2 separate regions of the Rattus norvegicus genome follow, and region 2 is linked to region 1. Evidence: chromatin contacts called from public Hi-C data. All regions are on one chromosome and are shown on one strand. Each heading gives the region's core, a stretch centred on a gene start, on an enhancer-like site or on the middle of the called end of the contact. The rest is flanking DNA. Distances are from core to core; before and after follow the strand shown.

What was found. Hi-C and Micro-C count contacts between places; a contact is called where the count stands out from the background.
Region 2: a contact with region 1 is called in a Hi-C map of the A7r5 cell line, with 5 times the contacts expected there. The contact joins the enhancer-like site here to the promoter of Celf6 in region 1. A contact is called at or near these places in 6 of 12 Hi-C or Micro-C datasets (the A7r5 cell line, hepatocytes, kidney and 2 more).

What each region holds. Positions count from the first base shown.
Region 1 is chr8:68,869,606-68,872,583 of GRCr8, reverse strand. Celf6 (CUGBP, Elav-like family member 6) reads right to left here and starts at 1,491. Exons shown (of 13, transcript NM_001413529.1): 1 at 1,156-1,491. The coding sequence starts at 1,417.
Region 2 is chr8:68,968,621-68,971,598 of GRCr8, reverse strand. Pkm (pyruvate kinase M1/2) reads right to left here. Exons shown (of 11, transcript NM_053297.2): 8 at 2,895-2,978; 9 at 24-190. Among named protein-coding and RNA genes, the nearest start is that of Pkm, 16 kb to the right of the region's middle. Within about 2 kb of position 1,393, at least 5 of the 93 cell types and tissues checked have an H3K27ac peak or open chromatin away from gene starts, as enhancers often do. A contact at or near this core is called in the A7r5 cell line, where this site is marked.

The DNA.
Region 1 (2,978 bases), core at 242-2,741:
GTAACCCTTCCCCCACAAAAATCCCGAAACCACATTATTTCCCAGTAGGGAAATAAAGATGTGTCTCCTCAAATTATTATTATATGGCTCTGGCTCTTATTCCAGCTCGGCCTGGACAGACTTTCTGCATGTAAACAAGTCTCCTCCCTTCTCTACAGGAAGAAAGGGGTGTGGCTGGACAGGACCATGGTGCCTCTGTCTTCCTAGGAAGGGCAATGAGAAGAGTCTCCATCCCCTTCTTCCTCATTTAGATCGACCCACCCTGAGAGTGCTCTGGTCTGGGACTGGCTGGCAAAGAAAGGAAAACAGGAGGCCATCAAGAGGATTGAGAGGAAGCGGAGATACACAGGAGTGGGGATTGTAAGGGGAAAAAGTATATTCACGCAGGGGAAACCCAAAGATGAAGGGTATACAGCAGGTGGATGTTCCCAGCTGAGGTTGGGATTCTGGATTCAAATCAGAAGCAGTAAAAAGCACTGGGTTCTGGGAAAATGTATAGAATATTGGGTTATTGTCAAATGTGAGAAGGCATTTATCTCTGAGAGCCTCCTGGGGGTGGAGTGAACTGGACTGTATAGATTAGGTCTGAATTCTGAAGAGGAGAATTTGGGTATGGGGTATTTAAGGCTGTCAGATTCAAAAGTCAAATGGGAGCCCTAGGGGTTGGTTTGCGGTTGGAGGCCAGAAGGAGGAGTGCAAATCCAAGATGTGTGAGCGATGAGGCCTGAGTAAGGTGGAGAGAGAGAGAGAGAGAGAGAGAGAGAGAGAGAGAGAGAGAGAGAGAGAGATCCATGGGTCCAGGGGTCAGGAGACCAGGTACTTCAGAGCTGGAAGGTAGAATAAGTTTCCAAATTCCAGGGTTTGGGGTGTCTGATGGCTGGGATGTGAGAAGTGACAAGGGATTTAGAGGTTAGAGTGATGGACGTGTTAGGGAACCAGAGTGAAGCTCAGAAGGATGCTACAGAGAAAATTCTGGTTCTGGGGCTCTGTGGCCTGGGGAGGGATCAGAACTGAGGTGGGGCAGGTCCTGAACTGGACTCAAGCTGTTTCTAGGTAGGGCTGGGGTTGGGCCTGCGTTTGGGGCCGGAGTTGGGTTGGGCTGCGTTCTAATTGGATTGGGGCTGGGCTGGGCTGGGCTGGGCTGACCCCGCGCACCTTTGTGGAGGCCGGTGAGCCGGTCCTTCAGTACCGTCAGCTCGTAGATGCGGCCGAACTCCTCGAACAGCGGCTTGAGGTCCTGCTCGTCCAAGCCCCGCGGGATCTGCCCCACGAAGAGCTTGATGGCGTCGTGGTCCTTCATGGGCACAGCGGGACCTGGGTTCAGCCCGCTCATGCCGACGCCGCTGTCCGCGGTGCTGAAAGCCAAGCGCGGGCCGGGGCCGGCGGGCGGCGCAGACCCTCCTGGCGCCGCGGCCATGTCCCCGCCCCGTCCGCCCTCCCGAGCGTCCCGCCTGTCCCGCCGTCCCTTCCCTGGACTGCTGGCGAGGGCCTGGGGGAGGGGGCGGGGCCCGCCTGCGAGGACGGGGGGCTGCCCAGGGGGCGGGGCCCAGACGAGAGCGAGGGGCGGGGCTGAAATGGGCGTGGTCTAGGGCGGGGCGCCGGGGTCCGGCTGGAGTCCCCCTCAGAGCTCTCCTGGCTCCCGCCCTAGCGCGCCAAGCACAGCCCCGAGCCCCAGCCCCCGAGCTTAGTGACGTCAGACAGCTAGCAGGGCGAGTCTACGCAAGTGATTTGCATAATGAGATAGCAGTGGCCAATCAGAGAGGGAGTTGGTTGAGCTGGGGCGGGGGGGGGCGAGAGGGGCGTCTGGGCTCAAGCGCTCCAGCTCTCCATGGCAACCGGACCCTCAGCTGCCCTGTGTGTGGAGGGTGTGCGGGCGTGGCAGTGGATGGGAAGTAGCTTCGTCATGCGTGGCGCTGTCTGCTGGAGTCGGAGACGATCCCTTCCTGCACACCTTCAGCAGCTGGACCGTTTTCTGTAGGGCAGATAAGGTTTCTACCTCTCTACCCCTACTACCGAAGCCATCCTGCCAGGATCATCGCACTCCTCTACTGAATCTTCAACCTCTCCTTGCTCCTGAGCCTCAGACACTTCGTCTCTTGTATTCTAAAATAAGCCCCAAGCACTGATTCCTTCCTCAGGAAAGCGAGAGAACTTATATTATCATATTTACTCACAGCTCGTGTCTGGCTCCTCCCTATTCTGTGACTCAGGAGTGTTATCTTCTTTTCCTGAAAAGGATGCCGTGGATCAAAGAAGTTAGGGCGTAAGGCGCCCCTAGCATTTGCAGAGTTGAGGGCAAAAGAAGAAACGGAAATTGATACTTCGTGTGTGTTAATATCTTAAAAGCTATCGGACGAATCACAGTGTTAAAGTGTTTACCTCCCCATACCCCCTTTCACAAGCGCACATTCATAAAGATGAAGGATTGGCGAGATGGCCAAGCATGTAAAGGCTTTTAATAAACAAGCTTGATGACTTGTGTTGGATACCCAGAACCCACATGGAAAAGCCAGGAGCAGAGCTTCGCATCTGAAATACTAGACCTGTGCAACAAAGGAGGAAAAAAAGGAGTCACGAGGGCCAGCTAGCAGAGGGACAGAAACAAGAGGAACCCTCCCAACATGGAATGGAAGAGTCCACTCCTGATCTCAACAAGCACGCCATGACCCATGTTTCTGCCCACACACATACACATATACACATCACACATACACACGCATACCACACACATCACATACACATCACATACTCACCACACACAAATTACACACATCATACACACACAGACATCACACACCCCACACACACCACAGACACAGAGACACAGTAAATTTATAAACATTTGTATTATGTGTATGAATTTTGCCTGCCTGCGTGTGTGTGTGTGTGTGTGTGTGCGCGCGTGCGTGCGTGCCTGTGTGTGCGTGTGTGTGTGTGTGTGTGTGTGTGTGTGTGTGTGTGTGAGTATGTCTCCCTGT
Region 2 (2,978 bases), core at 144-2,643, 99 kb before region 1:
GATACCTGCCCTCAGGGCCCTACCTGCCGGACTCCGTCAGAACTATCAAAGCTGCTGCTAAACATTTATAAGAGGCCTCCACGCTGCCCATGGCCATGGCCTCCAGGGGGTCTGTGGATTGACTGGAGGCTCGCGCAAGCTCTTCAAACAGCAGGCGGTGGAACACGGCTGCCTCAGCCTCTCGAGCTATCTGTAAGGTTTAGGGTAGGAAGGATAAGGAAGAAGGATGAAGGCAAAAACAAGAGACAACACATGGAAAGACAGGGAACTAATGAGAGGAAGGAACTCTTAGGTTAATCTTTTCTTCTCCATGCAGATACAGAGGCAGGGTGGTCAAAGCCTGGAATGGTATTATATGTGGGATTTTGGGTGGCTCTCTTTTCTGTTCAAACACAAGGAAAGATCCTTCCTTCCCTTCTGGAAAGATAGTATCCTTTTGGGATTTTCCTGTTTCTAAAAACAAACAAACAAAAAAAGCCAATTCTCAACCCCACACAGGTTTGAGATAGGATCTTACCATAGCACCTACTGGCCTTGAACTTGCCATGGTCAGCCTCAAAACACCACTATTTTCTTTGCCTCAGCCTCCCAAGTGCTAGGCATGCACCATCCATCATTTCTTTTGTTTTTGATTAAAGCTGAGAAAGGGACCCTGGCATGGAAAGATGCCAAGGTGGAGCCAACTACACTTCCGCTTGACCACACTGCCTCCTGACACAGCTTACAGGAAGAAAAAGGCGTCCCCTCCTCACATGGCTATGTGGTTACAAGGCATCCAACTCCGCCTACACACAAGAGTGAGCGCTTGCACTTGGCTTACAGTGGAAACACTCGGGCAGCTCTGAAAGCTGGGGGTGAGGGTCAAAAGAGCCAAAGTTGCAGTGCACAAGTTCTAAACAGAACAGTGGTCGACTGGCTCACTTGAACACGGTACACTGAACAGCCATGTGAGGAGGCAGACGCCTGGGAAAGCACACAGGCCTTTCAAGACACAGATTCAAACTCAATAATTAAAACGGTTACAGGATAGCAAATGTGTTATATACAGACCACCTGTTCAAGTAAAACCAAGCATTAGAAATAAAGAAATAAAGTTTTAGAGAGTGCAATTCCAGGAATGATATGAAACCAGCACTCGATTTTATTGGTAGCATTAGCAGATTTGCAAGTGGAAAGTAATCTTTTGGTTAAGCATGGAATGCAGGCAAGCCCAAAGGACAAGAGGCATGGACAGGAAGCAACCACAGCTGGGATGTCTAGCTTTTAATTACAGGTTTTGAACTGAATCAGTTAGACACAGGAGGAAACAGCAAACAGATAAAGAAAGGGGAGAAGCTGTCCTAAGTGTTAACTGATAGAGAAATTTGTATCCCCTGAGGGGGTAGCCACAGTCTAACCCGGACTCTGTGACTCATCTTCTGAGCAGGGCCATGCAATCCCAGCCTCGAGGTTCTAAGGTGTCTGTTCATAGGAAAGACCAGGGCATGAGAAAAGGACAGGACACCAAAACTAACTCATACACATATAATTAATTGTAATTAATCTCATCAACCGCCACTTTGGGCAAGGTCTTCTTGAGCTATCCAAAAATACATTTATGTGACTACATGCTTTAGAATACCTGGTCAAAGTCCTGTTCCTGACCACTGTGAGGCCAGGTAAGTAGAAAAGGGGTTTTGGTGTAAACCAGGAAGGCAGCTACTGTGGGGGAGATTGAAGGAAGGGAAAAGTCTTCTGGGAGAGAATGCCTGCATGCTATGAGAAGCTATGAGGACCAGCTCACAATTCCAATCAGAACAGGTCATGACCAGCCGAGTCAAAGCGCTGGTCTGTTTCAATATAGGCAAACATCTGGCTACAGCTATAATTCAGATAAACCATGGAAAGATCATGGAATCTACTCAACTCTCATATACATATAAAGCAAGGTAAGATGCCTAACCCAGAAGGGGCTTCCTTCTTTTCTTTCACTTGTCTTAAGTTTGGGGGGGCTTGTGGGAAACTGGAGCCACAAAAGATACTGTGGTTCTTTGTTGGCTGAAAAGGGAATAGAAAACCCCCAAAAAGCTAATCCACCATGCCTTTATCAGGCAACGGTCCCTAACTGATGCCCCAGATAATTGTTCTGCTCCGGAAGAAGTTCTGGAGCAGAACACAGAAGACGGAGGCCTGGGTGGAAAGTCCGCAGGGACAGGTCAGCTGACGCCTGTTGCTTCTACAAGATGTCTCATTCTAGTCCAGCCTAATCTCAAGCCATCTTCCTGCCGCAGGCTGATTTGATTGTTGGAATTACAAGCTTGCGCCAGACCCTATCTTACTGAAACCAGAAGACTTAATCAAAAGAGCACATAATATGCCTGAGAAGTCTTTATAATTCCTAGACCAGACAGAACCTGCTAAATTCAGCACCCATTCCCCACCCCCAGAGCTATTTGTAGCCCCGAGTTGGGTCTGGCACAGCAAGGGAGGAAGTCCCATGTCACAGGCACCATGCAAGGCCAGCTTAAAGCAGCTCAGTATGGCTACAGCCTGCAGTGGAGAGAAGCATCTGCCCATGGGACAGACCACCAGGAGACCAAATGAGAAGCTAAACAAGGAGAATAGCTGAACAAACTCTTGGCTCCTTTAGAATAGAGGTACCCAGGCCCTCTGGGTGTCCACAAGGAAGGCATCCCTTGACTGCATCCTAGGACCTTGATATTTTAGCCAGATGTGGCCTATGTAATCCCCAGAGCAGGACAAAGGGGCAGGTGCAGGCAGTGAAAGCACAATGAAACTCAAGCACACCTCCACAAACCTCACTCTCCTTGCTGTGACGGGAGCAATGTAACAAGACTGGACAGAGGCCTCTCCAGCAGAGCTGCTTCTACCCCAGGCTCTGAGGACTTACTCACCAGGTGCTGCATGCGAACAGCCTCCAGAGGGTAGTCCCCTTTGGCTGTTTCTCCGGACAGCATGATGCAGTCAGCTCCATCTAG